Regions from separate parts of the Mus musculus genome. Here region 1 is linked to region 2. A link is a contact called in public Hi-C data. All regions are on one chromosome and are shown on one strand. The core of a region is the stretch at or near the end of the contact, and the rest is flanking DNA. Distances in the headings are between cores, read along the strand shown. Region 1 has its middle 32 kb from the start of Olfr31. Region 2 holds the start of Psmd6 (proteasome (prosome, macropain) 26S subunit, non-ATPase, 6).

Region 1 (6,989 bases), core at 3,662-6,161, 170 kb before region 2:
TATAAAGATTAAAAGAACACTCCAAGTAATGGTCTAACCTGATCAAAAGTTATTCTTTCAGAGTCATTACAGAGTTTCCTTATGTTCTCTTTTCTTCCTGCATGGAGGCTGATTCTTGAGTTTTTCTTCATTTGGCCATACTTGTAGTCCATCTCCCTCTCACTGGAAACCAGAAGCTGGAGGACCTAATAACGTGATTAGTCAGTCAAATTTATCAAAGTTCTGTAAAGGATTAAAGCCAATAGAAATAATGAGTATTAAAGTATTTTGACTTATATGATGGCATCTGTATAGTTCAAAATTGATATGTGCACATTTGAGCAGATAAAAACCAGGTCACTGTTAGGTTCTTGAAGCTGAAGGTCTTGGCAGCCAGAAAAATCTTGCTAAAGGCCTGGAAGCCTATGTAGACTCACTGAGCTTCAACCCATACCGGAAGACCAAAGAACTGATTTCCAATGTCTGCAAAGATAGAAGCAGCAAGAGAGTGGATGTACTCGCCATCAAGTGGCAAAGCAGTCCTGCTTCTCTCTCAACTTCCATTATCTAGGCCAGAGCTAGAAGGTGCTCCTCGCTCCAAGTGAACATTTTCCTCTTTCGGTTAATCCATGTATAAACACTCTGACTGAACTGCACAGAGGTGTGTCTCTTAATTGATTTCAGATCCAATCAAGTTGACAACTAATTTTAACTATCACATCTTTGAGAGATGAAGAACTTTTGCTGAGATAGTAGAACAGATCTGAATGTGTGTTATGGTGGTGTGCTTGTATAAAGATCTCCTGTGTTAATGTCACTGAGGAATGATTAATGGTGATAATGCACAGCTGCAATCTCAGTGCTTAGGAAGCTTAAGTCGGAGGATCACAAGTCTAAAGGCAAGCCTTGGCTACATCATAAAATGCTGCCTTGAAAATAAAGTAAAACAAAAATATAAATGTCATGTACATTTTCATGATTAAACAACTAATTCCTCCAAAATGTTCCCACTAGAATATCTTTCTAAAATATAAGCTCTCCTTATAATGACTTTTCAATAATAAAAAATAAAATTACAGACACTTATGGTGTAATGCACTGAAATATGTTTACTGCAATGCTTTCCTGGGAATCAAACTTCCAGAATGAGTTTATACTGGAAAATAGTTTTAGCATATCTAATCAGGGTTAACTGAGTTCCTCAGAATGTAGCCTTACTCCAATAAAACTGGCTTATTAATAAGAAGTGAGTAGGCATAGACACCATTGAATGAGAGTAAAGAACAGCAAGAAGATAGTTATCTGAAAACCATAAAGCAATGATATAGAAGTGATCGAACCAATCATGGATGCCTAGCCTCTGAACTGTGTAAAAGGAAACTTTTAAAATTATTTAAAATTGCTGAACTGGATTTTTTGCTCTACCAGCAACCTTATCTACAGGCATTATATCCTGTTGTTTATGCTGCTATTGTTGTTGTAGCAGTAGTTCAACAAACTTGGATAATTGTCTTCTTTGCAGTCACAACGATGTTTTTTCTGTTGCAGATTTACATGGCTTCTTCTCTCTCTGAACTGAAGATAAGTTCACAATATATTCTTACTTTGTTCAGTTGCCTTGAGAAACTACTCCCTTTTTGAAGTCAAGACCACAAACTTTTGATACAACTATAGTTTGTTTATAGTATTCATAATCTAGTTCAGGATTTGGTACTTAGTGCTATTGAGTCATTGAGGTCATCTCGATGATTTCCACCACAAGACAGATCAGAGCAGTTCTGGATAATATGGTGGCAACAACAATCAAGCAAGGTAATAAGAGGCATTGAAACATTTCCCTATACATATTCCTTCTTTTCCCAGACTCAGAAAGTCCACAGGAGCCTTATTACCCTGTCTGCTGACTTAGAACAGCTGGTGCTGTTCTGTCGGGCACACTTGCAAACCCTAGAACTAGCTGTTCTGTGACTGTCCCATCACTGGTGATCAACCTACACTAACTAGAGTAAAATAAATAAGCTTGCAGACACAGAACTTCATCAAAAGACCACAATGTAAAATGTGCACACCTCAGATGCTTTCCAGCATGGTGGGTAAGAATCCACCAGAAATGTAAGATTCTTGACTTAAGAGTGGGGGAATTAGTTCTTTTTTAAATTTTTAGTTTATTTTTAGTTTATTTTTTATATTCCATATTCCATTCCCCACCCCCATCCACCGTCCAACTGCTCCACAGCCACAACTTCTCCCCACCCCACACCGTCTCCACGTGGATGCCCCACCCCCCACCACACCTGACCTCTAAACTCCCTGGGGCCTCCAGTCTCCTGAGGGTTAGGTGCAAGCTCTCTGAATGAACCCAGACCCGGAAGTCCTCTACTGTATATGTGTTGGAGGCCTCATATCAGCTGATGTATGCTGTCTGTTTGGTGGTCCAGTGTTTGGGAGAACTCAGGGGTCCACATAGAGACTGCTGGTCCTCCTACAGGATTGCACTTATCTTCAGCTTTTTTCAGTCTTCCTTAATTCAACAACAGGGGTCAGCTGCTTCTTAGCAAGTGGAGATAAGTCGCGTGAATCCAATGTAGTCAACTCTAAACAAAGAAACATAGGAACAGACCCAGTTCAGGCTCTGAGTTTCCCTGTTGTAAATAGAAACAGTATAAGTAAAGTTGCCTGCTTCCTATAAGCAGGTATTAATAGAAGTTTGATTTAATTGTTTTTAAAGATAGAATAAAATACAGATTTAGCCTGAGTCACATGGGAAATTTTTCTTGATGTTCAGAACTAGTGCAGGGAAAAAAATACAGTGGCTCCAGGCAGACACCATAATAAGTAAAAGCTGGGCTCTATCTTGGGCACAATCTCAAAGTACAGTCCCAAAGTCCCCAGAGGAGAGGATTCTCCACTTCTGGGCATTCTAATGTGCCCAGGATCTTAGGAGCACCTGAGAGTAGGAAACAACATCTGCTCCAACACCACCAGGTGTAACTGGGACCATCAGTTTCCAGGGACGTAGGAACTCCCGCCCTGCCAGTGGCTTAGGGTCCTTCTGGTCAGCACCACTGTAGCTTGGGCACAATCTTAGCAGACAATTCCAAGTTGCCCAGAGGAGAGAAGTCTCCACTCCCGGAGTCTAACATGCCTAGTATCTTAGGATTCCAGGGTCACAGGATGCCATGAGCTTGGTCACACCAGGTTCTCAACATCTCAGAAGCATCTCAACGGTTGGAGATGTGCACCACTGGGATTGGCTGCCCACTATCAGTCAGTTAACGCCACGAGAAAGGCAGGGCTCAGGTAACGGAATGATACCCTGACGCCTGCACACATTTTACTACGAGCAACGGATGTCAGCGCCATCTTGTAACGGTGACTGTGAGGGCGGCTCCTCACAGGGGGCAATCATAAGAACAGAAGGAACAGAAACTAAGGTTACTTGACATCATCAGAAACCAATTCTCCCACCATAGCAAGTCCTGGATACACCACCACACGAGAAAAGCAAGATATGAACTAAAGTCACTTCTCATGATGATGATGGGGGACTTTAAGAAGTACATAAATAACTACCTTAAAGAAGTACTGAAGAACACAAGTAAACAAATAGAAACACTTAGAGAGGAAACACAAAACTCCCTTAAAGAATTACAAGATAACAACCAAATAGGTGAAGGAATTGAACAAAACCACGCGAAATCTAAGGATGGAAGTAGAAATGAAAGATCCTGACAGAACGTAAAAGGTCACAGAAGCCCTGAAATTGGCAAAATAGATTTCATTGTTAGCAGAACTAGCTTCACTGATTTAGAAAAATAGAGGTGCACAATGTTCTGTCTGTTTCTTGAATCCAAGTGTGTGCCCACTGTTGCACCTCACTGCCAAGTGTTTGTGATATTGGTTGCTGGGATAGAGTCAGAAAATCTCCCCAGCAACCACAGTCAGGGCCAATCCGGAGTTACTGCACCTTCTTTAGACTCTTTCCTTGTTTCCCTCCCATACACATTTCTTGAGAAATCAATCATTTTAGAATAGACATTGTTTAGATCTGGAAATCCCCTATTCCCTCCTTCTCCTTTCCCCCTTGAGGACCTATAAAAACTGAGACCCCTTTCCCCTCGGGGTCAACTCCTCTACCCCTGCGTGGGACACGAGTCGTCCCCAGAGCTCTGGGTTTCCTTGAATAAAGCCTCATGTGGTTTGCATCAAGCTTGGTCTCTCATGAGTTTTTGGGGGTCCGTTATTATCCCGAGACTTGAGTGAGGGGCTCTCTTCAGAGTTCTTTCATCGGGGGCTTCTCCGGGATTGGTGCAACCACTCACATGTCCAAAGACTCACTTGGAGGTGAGATTCCTTATCTAAAAATATTTCTGTGAGCCAGTGAGGTTCAGTGCTGAAATTTGCAGCTGTGACTGTTTCTGAGAAACGGAGACCCATGCCTCTGGATGAGGCACGGAGTGTGAACAGCAGACATGCTGGAATCACTGCCTGCCCACTCTGGGGGACGCCTAAGCGCGAGGGGAAGGACTCCTGGATTCTGTCTGGGGTGGGGAGTGAAGAGTCAGTAGTCTTCCTAGATTGGAGGACTTATGCACTTCCCCAACCTTTTGCATTTCTGAGTTAGTTTTGTCTGTCCATTAGAAGACAGGCATTTGTCAGTGTGTGTGTGTGTGTGTGTGTGTGTGTGTGTGTGTTTTGTGTCTGTTTCGTGTGTGCGTTTATTTTTTTAATGTGTCTGTTTTGTGTTTTCTGTGGTTTGTCATTGTTTACTGTCTGGCAGGGAAACCATGGATTCCCCAGCAAAGGTCAGGCTCCCGAGTCCTGACTCTTCTTGAAACAAAAGTGAAACCAAAAGGTTCCTCCCAAAAGGGAGCCTCCTCTTCAACCCACAGCTCCCCTAAGTCCCTCCCCCTCTGCCCTAACTTCTACTCCGGCTGGTTCCCGCTCCTCTGCAGGTCCCTGCGCCTGGCCCTGGGATCACTGGAGGCACAGCCGGAGGACTGGCTGCCAGGACCCAGAGCCAACAAGCCCAGAGTCCCCCAGCAGATGGAGCTCCTGGCACCACTTCTGCTTTTCCTTTGCGAGCTGTGGGCGACCTGCCCATGGACCCACAATCTCTGCATATCTGTACAATTGGAATGCTGGGTTCCCTCTGGACTGGCCAGATTGGAACTACAACACGGCTCAAGGTAGGGAGAGGTTAGCAGTTTACCCCCAGGCTCTGGTCTAAAGGGAGTGGTGAGACGCCCCACCAATTTGGCTAAGATAAGAGAGGTGATGCAGGGCCCTACCGAGCCCCCATCTGTTTTTCTGGAAAGATTGATGGAAGCTTATAGAAGAGAAGAGAGGGAAAAGCATGAAGAAGAAGAGAGGGAGAATAAGAGAGATAGAAGACAGGAGAGGAATTTAAACAGAATTTTGGCTGCAGTAGTAGGGGAGCATAAAAGAAGGAACAGGCCAGAGAATAGACAGACAGGGTACCTGGGCAACAGGGAACCTAGACCTGGAGGAATAAGACCGGTCCAGAAGACTTTAGGGAAGGACCAATGTGTCTATTGCAAAGAAAAAGGACTGTGACTCAAATACCGGCTACTTCAAGACAGGTGAGAGAATTCTTGGGCACTGCTAGGTTCTGAAGACTTTGGATACCTGGGTTTGCAACACTGGCTGCCCCCTTGTACCCCCTGACCAAGAAAAGTAGAGAATTCAGATGGATATAGGAACATCAGAGAGCCTTTGAAAATATTAAGGAGGCCCTGTTGACTGCACCAGCCTTGACATTGCCAGATCTAACCAAACCCTTCATCCTCTATGTTGATGAGAGGGCGGGGGAGACCAGAGGAGTTCTTACTCAGGCTCTAGGGCCATAGAAGAGGCCTATGACATATTTGTCTAAGAAGCTGGACCCAGTGGCCAGCGGATAGCCCATATGTTTAAAGGCCATTGCTGCAGTAGCCTTACTCGTTAAGTTAACTTTGGGACAGCAAATGACTGTGGTAGCCCCCACTCTCTTGAAAGCATTATCTGCCGGCCCCCAGACCAATAGATGACAAACAACTGAATGACCCACTAACAGAGTCTGTTACTGACTGAATGGATCGTGCTTGCTCCTCCTGCTATCCTCAATCCTGCTACCCTCCTGACTGAAACAGATGATTCCTCACCCATTCACTGCTGTGCGGACATCCTTGTGGAAGAAACTGGGATCCATAGTGATCTATGAGACCAGCCATGGCCAGTCGTTCCAAACTGTTACACAGAAGCAGCTTCCTAGTAAAAGGCCCTTCAGATGGCTGAGGGGCGGCCCATTAACATCTACACTGATAGCAGTTTTTATAGATACCTTTTCAGGATGGGTGGAGACCTACCCAACCAAAAAAGAAACTGCCAATGTTGTGGCTAAGAAGATCCTAGAAGAAATTTTTCCGCGGTTCAGAATATGTAGGGTAATAGGATCTGACAACGGTTGTTGCCCAGGTAAGTCAGGGACTGGGCATCCAACTGGGGATTGATTAAAAATTACATTGTGCTTATAGACCTCAGAGTTCAGGACAGGTAGAAAAGATGAATAGAACTCTAAAAGAGACCTTGATTAAATTTACCTTAGAGACTGGTGGGAATGACTGGACAGACCTCCTTCCCTTTGCCTTGTTCCACGTCAGGAACACACCGGGAAAATTTAAGCTCACTCCATATGAAATCCTATATGGGGGGGGGGGCTCCCCTGCTCACTGAAGTGGGGAGAATGTTAGATCCTCTAGAATCTAACCCTGGTCCTTCATTGTTTACACACATGAAAGCCCTAGAAGTGTTCAGAAACACCGCCTGGGAGAAGCTCAAGGAGGCCTACGAACCAGGAGATTTAATGTTATCACACAAGTTCCGGGTGGGAGATGCAGTTCTCATCCTACGACACCGAGCTGGGAAACTAGAACCTCATTGGAAAGGACCTTACATCATGCTGCTGACCACCCCCACTGCTGTCAAAGTAGAAGGCATCTCTGCTTAGA
Region 2 (6,775 bases), core at 3,052-5,551:
AGCATGTGTTCCACTATGTTCATAGCAGCCTTGCTTGTGATAGCCAGAAGTTGGAAACAACCCAGATGTCCCATGACAGAAGAATGGTTACAGAAAATGTGGTTCATTTACACAATCGATAACTACTCAGTTATTAAGAATGATAGTATACATAAGTGATCCCAAAAATTCTACCAGAGACCTCCTACAGCAGATAAACATCTTCTGCCAAGTAGCTGGATATAAAATTAACTCTAACAAATCAGTGGGCTTCCTCTACTCAAAGATAAATGGCCAGAGAAAGAAATTAAGGAAACAACACTCTTCTCAATAGTCACAAATAATATAAAATATCTTGATGTGATTCTAACCAAGCAACTGAAAGATCTGTATTACAAGAACATCAAGTCTCTGAAAGAAATAGAAGACCTGAGAAGATGGGAAGATGCCCCATGCTCACAGATTGGCAGGATTAATATAGTAAAAATGGTCATCTTGCTGAAAGCCATCTACAGATTCAATGCAATCCCCGTCAAAATTCCAACTCAATTTTTCATAGAGTTAGAAAGAGAAATTCTCAAATTCATTTGGAAAAAACAAAAAACTCAGGATAGCAAAAACTATTTTCAACATTAGTAGAACTAATGGGGAAATTACCACCCCTGGCCTCAAAATGTACTACAGAGAAATAGTGATTTAAAAAAAAAAAAAAGCATGGTATTGGTACAGAGACAGGTAGGTAGATTGATGGAATAGAATTGAAAACCCAGAAATGAACCCGGACATCTATGGTCACTTGATTTTTGACAAAGAAGCTAAAACCGTCCAGTGGTGGTGGTGGAGAAACAACATTTTCAATAAATGGTGCTGGTTCAACTGATGGTCAGTATGTAGAAGAATGCAAATCAATCCTTTCTTATCTCCTTGTACAAAGCTCAAGTCCAAGTGGATCAAGGACATCCACATAAAACCAGATAGAAAGGAAAGTGGGGGAAGAGCCTCAAACACATAGGCACAGGGAAACTTTCCTGAACAGAACACCAATGGCTTATGCTCTAAGATCAAGAGTAGACAAATGGGATCTCATAAAACTGCAAAGTTTCTGTAAGGCAAAGGACACTGTCAATAGGAGAAAATGGCACCCCACAGATTGGGAAAAGATCTTTACTAGTCCTACATCTGATAGAGGGCTATTATCCAATATATACAAAGAACTCAAGAAGTTAGACTCCAGAGAACCAAATAACCATATTTAGAAATGGAGTACAGAGCTCAACAGAGAATTCTCAGCTGAGGAGTATCAAACGGCTGAGAAACACCCCAAGATGTTCAGCATCCTTAGTCATCAGGGAAATGCACATCAGAATGATGATGCTGAGATTCTACTTCACACCAATCAGAATAGCTAAGATCAAAAATTCAGGTGACAGCAGATGCTGGTGAGGATGTGAAGAAAGAAGCACACTCCTCCATTGTTGGTGGGATTGCAAGCTAGTATTACCACTCTGGAAATCAGTCTGGTGGTTCCTGAGAAAATTGGACATAATACTACCTGAGGACCCACCTATACCACTCCTTGGCATATACCCAAAAGATGCTCCATATAACAAGGATACATGCTCTACTATGTTTATAGCAACATTATTTATAATAGGCAGAAGCTGGAAAGAACCCAGATGTCCCTCAACAGAAAAATGGATACAGAAAATGTGGTACATTTACAGAATGGAGTAATACTCAGCTATTAAAAACAATGACTTCATGAAATTCTCAGGCAAATGGATGGAACTAGAAAATATCATCCTGAGTGAGGTATCCCGGACACAAAAGAACACATATGGCATTCACTCACTGATAAGTGGATATTAGCCCAAAAGCTCACAATGCCTGTGACACAACCCACAGACCATATGGAACTTAAGAGGAAGGAAGATCAGGGTGTGGATGCTTCAGTCCTGCATTGAGTCGGAAAGAGGATGATCGTGGGATGTGGAGGGAGGGGGGATCTGGGGAGGAGAGAGGAGGGGGAGAAAACAAGGTGGGCAGTATCAGGTACTAGAGAGGATGGGAGAAAGATACAGAGGGTTAGGAAATGGAATAAAAACATGTAGCAGTAGGGGATGAGGAACTGGGGATAGCCACTGGAGATTCCCAGACTCCATGGAAAGGAGAGGGCCCCAGCACCCAGGGGGTATGAGATTATCGGAAAAGCCCAGAGAGGAGCAGATAGAACTTGTAGAGACCACCTCCAGTAGATAAGCACAGCCCGAAGCCAAGGGAAGGGACCACCTACCCATCTCAGAGTTTTTAACACAGAAATGTTCCTGTTCAAAGGAAGAACAGGGACAAAAATGGAGCAGAGACTGAAGGAAAGGCCATCTGAGAACTGCCTCACCTGGGGGTCCATCTTGTCTGCAGACACCAAACACTGTTGCTGTGGTTAAGAGGTGCTTGCTGACAGGAAGTTGCTTGGGAGTTTAGGCCAGCAACCTATCAATGCAGATGTGGATGCTTGGAGCCAACCATCAGACTGAGCTCAGGAACTTAGGTGGGGGAGCTGGTGGGAGGACTGGAGGAGCAGAGGGGGATTGCAACCCCATAGAAAGAACAACTGGATCACCCAGTGCTCCCAGGGACTAGACTACAAACCAAGGCGTGTACAGGACACTATACACTGGATCAGTGGGTAGGAGAGGGTAGGTGGGGTTGGAAGAGCACCCTCATAGAGGCAAAGGGGAAGGAAAAGAGGGCAGATATGGGATGGGGGATGGGGCTTGTGGAAGGGTTACTCGGAAGTGAGATATCATTTGAGATGTAAATGAATGGGATGATTAATAAATAAATAAACCCATTTTTTGTTTACAAGTGAATTATGGACACTAGTGTATTCGTATTTCATGCATAGTATGAACCCAGTCTTGAAATATCTCTATACTGGGCTTGATTTAAAGCTCTAGTTCCTCTTGCCCTAAACCCATTCATGAATGTCTTAGGATGCTTCCTACAGAATCTTTCTTGAAAGGATTGATGATCAGTTTCCATACAAAGTTATAACATTCTGATAACATAAAATAGCACCAATTCTAGCACATCCTTGTGTTGTACTGTTCCAAAAGTCAGACATATGGTAACCATCACATAGAGTGTGATACCTGGATCCACACATCCTTCATGGGACATCATATTTCAGAACCCAGAAGAATTTTGGGCCAGCATAAAAGATCCACTGCAGTAGAAGTTGAGCTTGTGTTCAAAGGTAAACTTCTAGTAGGAATTCAACAACTGAGATGCAAATCCTGGCTTTAAGTCTCTGTGGTAAGATAAGTCTCTGTGTTGAGATTCTCTCGGGGTAGCAGATTACAGTCATCACAATTGCAGGGCCTAACAAAAGCAAAGGACAGAAAGTCCGTGCAGTGGGTTTACTAGTTACTTTTTCTTGCTGTGATAAAACGCCATGACCAAAGCAGCTCATGAGTCTAATTTGGTTTGCACTTTCTGAGAGTCCTTAGTAGTGGCAGGGGCATAGAAACAGGCTGGAACAAGAACCTGGGAGATCACATCTTCAACCACACAGAGAGAACATAGAAAGAATTGGAAATGGGGTGAGGTCAGAAATTCTCAAACCTACCCCAGTGAGCGACTGCCTAAAGCAGGGTTTACACCTTTTTATGGTTCCTTAAGGTGTCCAAACAGCACCACCAATGGGGACCATGTGGTCAAATATTGAAACTCAGTGGGACATTTCTCATTGTGTCACACAGTAGGATTTATAGACCATTACCCATTCTGAAGACTCCTCCAACATGTGCACACAAAAATAATGTAAATCACTGAATTAATAATTGGAAACACGGGGTACTCTTTTCTTAGAATAGGGAAGAATGTGGATTTTAAATGTAAGGAAGATAGGTTCTACACAGGCCTTGTCATGTAGCTGGTGTGTAACCTTAGCTGGCCACTTTTCAAATCTCGCTATGTTCCAGTTTGTTTGTCTACAATCTGGACCAAAAGAATCTCTCCCTAGTTCAAGAGTATTGAAACAAAGATGTCCCTGGAAAACTGTTTTTATTGTTTTTCTCATCTGTGTTATATTTTAAAACTGTTGGCGGATTTCCAGATCCTATCCGTTGCAAATATTATATAAAAAGGAAGAAAAAAAGATACTCAAGAAATGAAAGTTGGGCCCAACTCTGACCTAAAGAAAAAGGGGACAGCGCCAGGTGCTCCCGCCGATGTCCAGCAGGGGACGCTGCGGGCGGCGGAGCCAGAGACGCGACCGGAAGTCAGACTGGCGGCTCTGGGGAACCTGTGACGACTCCTCCTGCTTCCGCTGGTGGCCCAGGGCTGTGCTTGGTTCTGTCAGCCGGCTCCTGTGCTGTAGCCATGCCGCTAGAAAACCTAGAAGAAGAGGGACTGCCCAAGAACCCCGACCTGCGCATCGCGCAGCTGCGGTTTCTGCTTAGCCTGCCGGAGCACCGCGGGGACGCGGCGGTGCGCGAGGAGTTGATGGCGGCCGTCCGGGAAAACAGTGAGGCCAGCGAGCGCCGAGTCAGCGGCCTAGGCGGGGCGGTCGGGGTGCCTGGCGGGCGTCTCCGGTCGAGGCTTCATGGAGACCCCTAGGGAGGCCTCCTGGACCCGAGAGGGGCTTGCTTGCCTTAGTGGGTTCTTCCCCGCCGCGAGACGTCCAGGGAAGCCTCGGGTGCTTGTCGCGGCTGGACTCCCGGCAAAGGCGCCGCGGCTTTAGTGATGCCTGTCGGTGTTTAGCTGCCGGCCAAGGGACAGTCAGGGTTCTGTCCCTAGTAGTCGAGTCGAATCGGTGTCCTTTCCCTGACATGAGGACTCCTTTGGAACAGGAGCCGACCAGAGCAAACTGAGGATTCGATTCCCTTCCCCTTGGCCTTAGTCGCGATCAGACCTGCTAAGATCGGCTCTCAAGCAGGCTCCCAGCTTCAAACCTTAGCCGTGCTACCCAGGCCCATAGTTGGGAGGCGTCTGCTAGCTGACCTTCGGTGGGGTGGGAAAAGCGAGCAGAAGCTAACAGGATACCTCATAATGCGTGATTTGTGGCTTTTAGATATGGCTCCTTATTATGAAGCCTTGTGTAAATCCCTCGACTGGCAGATGGACGTGGATCTCCTGAGTAAAATGAAGAAAGCAAACGAAGAAGAGTTGAAACGTTTGGATGAGGAGCTGGAGGATGCAGAGAAGAATCTGGGAGAAAGTGAAATTCGAGATGCAATGATGGCAAAAGCAGAGTACCTCTGTCAGATAGGTGACAAGGTCAGTGAGATGCCCTGCCCGCTCTGGGTAGGTGACAGGGTCAGTGAGATGCCCTGCCCGCTCTGGGTAGGTGACAGGGTCAGTGAGATGCCCTGCCCGCTCTGCAGATGAGAGGTGCTCCCTATTTTCTGGAGGTACAGACCAATGTTGTACATCAGTGCAAATGAGTAATATCTCACTGGATAAGAGAATCTTTCTGTTTTAACTGGAAGGATAATCATATTTACCTGTACTGAAGAGTCAGTACAGGAACAGTAGATACATGACAATGTTGCAGCACCCAATTCCCTGCTCTTAACAGAGCAAGGTGTGCGTTAGTCTTCCTTACTGTGTCATTAAAAACAAGTACACATGAGGCTAGAGAGAAGAGGCTTGGTGGTTTAAGACTGTATACTGCAGATCATCCTGGAGGAGACCTAAGTGCAGTTCCCACCACCCACATCAAGAGGTTCACAATACCAGCTCCCAGGTATCTGATCCCTCCAGCCTCCAAAGACATCTGCATTCATGCACACATACCCCCAGACACACATATACATACTTGAGAATAATAAAAATACTTCTCCAGAACAAAACAAGGGTGCAGAGGTTTTGCCCCCTCTGTTGACAACATTGGGGTCATTTTCAGTAGTAACTTAAGTGGTTGGGAAGCAAAGATTGTACATTTTAAAAGGTTTACAACTGCCAGGCAGTGGGGGCACACGCCTTTAGTCCCAGCACTTGGGAGGCAGAGGCAGGAGGACTTCTGAGTTCGAGGCCAGCCTGGTGTACAGAGTGAGTTCCAGGACAGCCAGGGCTACAGAGAAACCCTGTCTCGAATTGTTTTTTTACAGTAGGAGGCTGGAGCGATGGCTCGGGTTAAGAGTGTTGGTTGCTCTCAAAGAGGACCCGGGCTTGATTCATGATCTCCATATGAAGCTTACAGCCCACCCCACTTTAATTCCAGTTCTGGGAGATCCAATACTGTCTTCTGACCCCTGCTGGCACCTACCAGGCAAGCACCATCATGCACAGACATACATTTAGACAGTATACTCAAAGACATAAAGTAAATCTAAAAGAATTTATAGTAGTAACTTACAAAGCTCTTTGATAGTGCAGTTATGTACTTGTGTATGTATGTCTTGTAGACAATGAGTAGTGAACATGTATTTGTGTGCATGAGGTCACTGTGTCCCGCGAATCCTCCTCTTCCATGCATCTGTCACTGCATCTCAGAGAACTTTGTTACGTTCTGGATCACCGCTGCCGCATCCACATTTTGAGTAGGTTGTCTGTTCAGCTGGTCTGGATGCACGAATTGCTTCAGCTGGTTTTGCTTTAGCCAGCTGTAATAGTTGATTTTTCTTAAACAAATTGCAGTGGTGAAAAACATGTTCATATGTCTCCTAGTATATATATGCTAGTGTTTTGGGGGCTTTTTTTGTTTGTTTATTTTTGGGTTTTTTTGTTTTTTTCTGTTTTGAGACAGGGTTTCTTTGTGTAGCCCTAGCTGTCTTGAAACTAGCTCTGTAGA

Evidence for each region. A called contact is a pair of places that touch in the nucleus more often than the background predicts.
Region 1: a Hi-C map of muscle stem cells shows a contact between it and region 2, with 4 times the contacts expected there. The contact joins the enhancer-like site here to the promoter of Psmd6 in region 2. A contact is called at or near these places in 4 of 484 Hi-C or Micro-C datasets (LSK cells, muscle stem cells, myocytes and 1 more), 2 of 115 datasets of contacts at active chromatin or transcription factors (bone marrow-derived macrophages and embryonic stem cells) and 2 of 9 other capture datasets (adipose tissue and pancreatic islet).

The regions. Positions count from the first base shown.
Region 1 is chr14:14,292,578-14,299,566 of GRCm38.p6, reverse strand. No RefSeq gene overlaps it. Among named protein-coding and RNA genes, the nearest start is that of Olfr31, 32 kb to the left of the region's middle. Within about 2 kb of position 4,911, at least 146 of the 459 cell types and tissues checked have an H3K27ac peak or open chromatin away from gene starts, as enhancers often do. A contact at or near this core is called in adipose tissue, bone marrow-derived macrophages, muscle stem cells and 3 more, where this site is marked.
Region 2 is chr14:14,118,471-14,125,245 of GRCm38.p6, reverse strand. Psmd6 (proteasome (prosome, macropain) 26S subunit, non-ATPase, 6) reads left to right here and starts at 4,301. Exons shown (of 8, transcript NM_025550.3): 1 at 4,301-4,507; 2 at 5,054-5,259. The coding sequence starts at 4,363.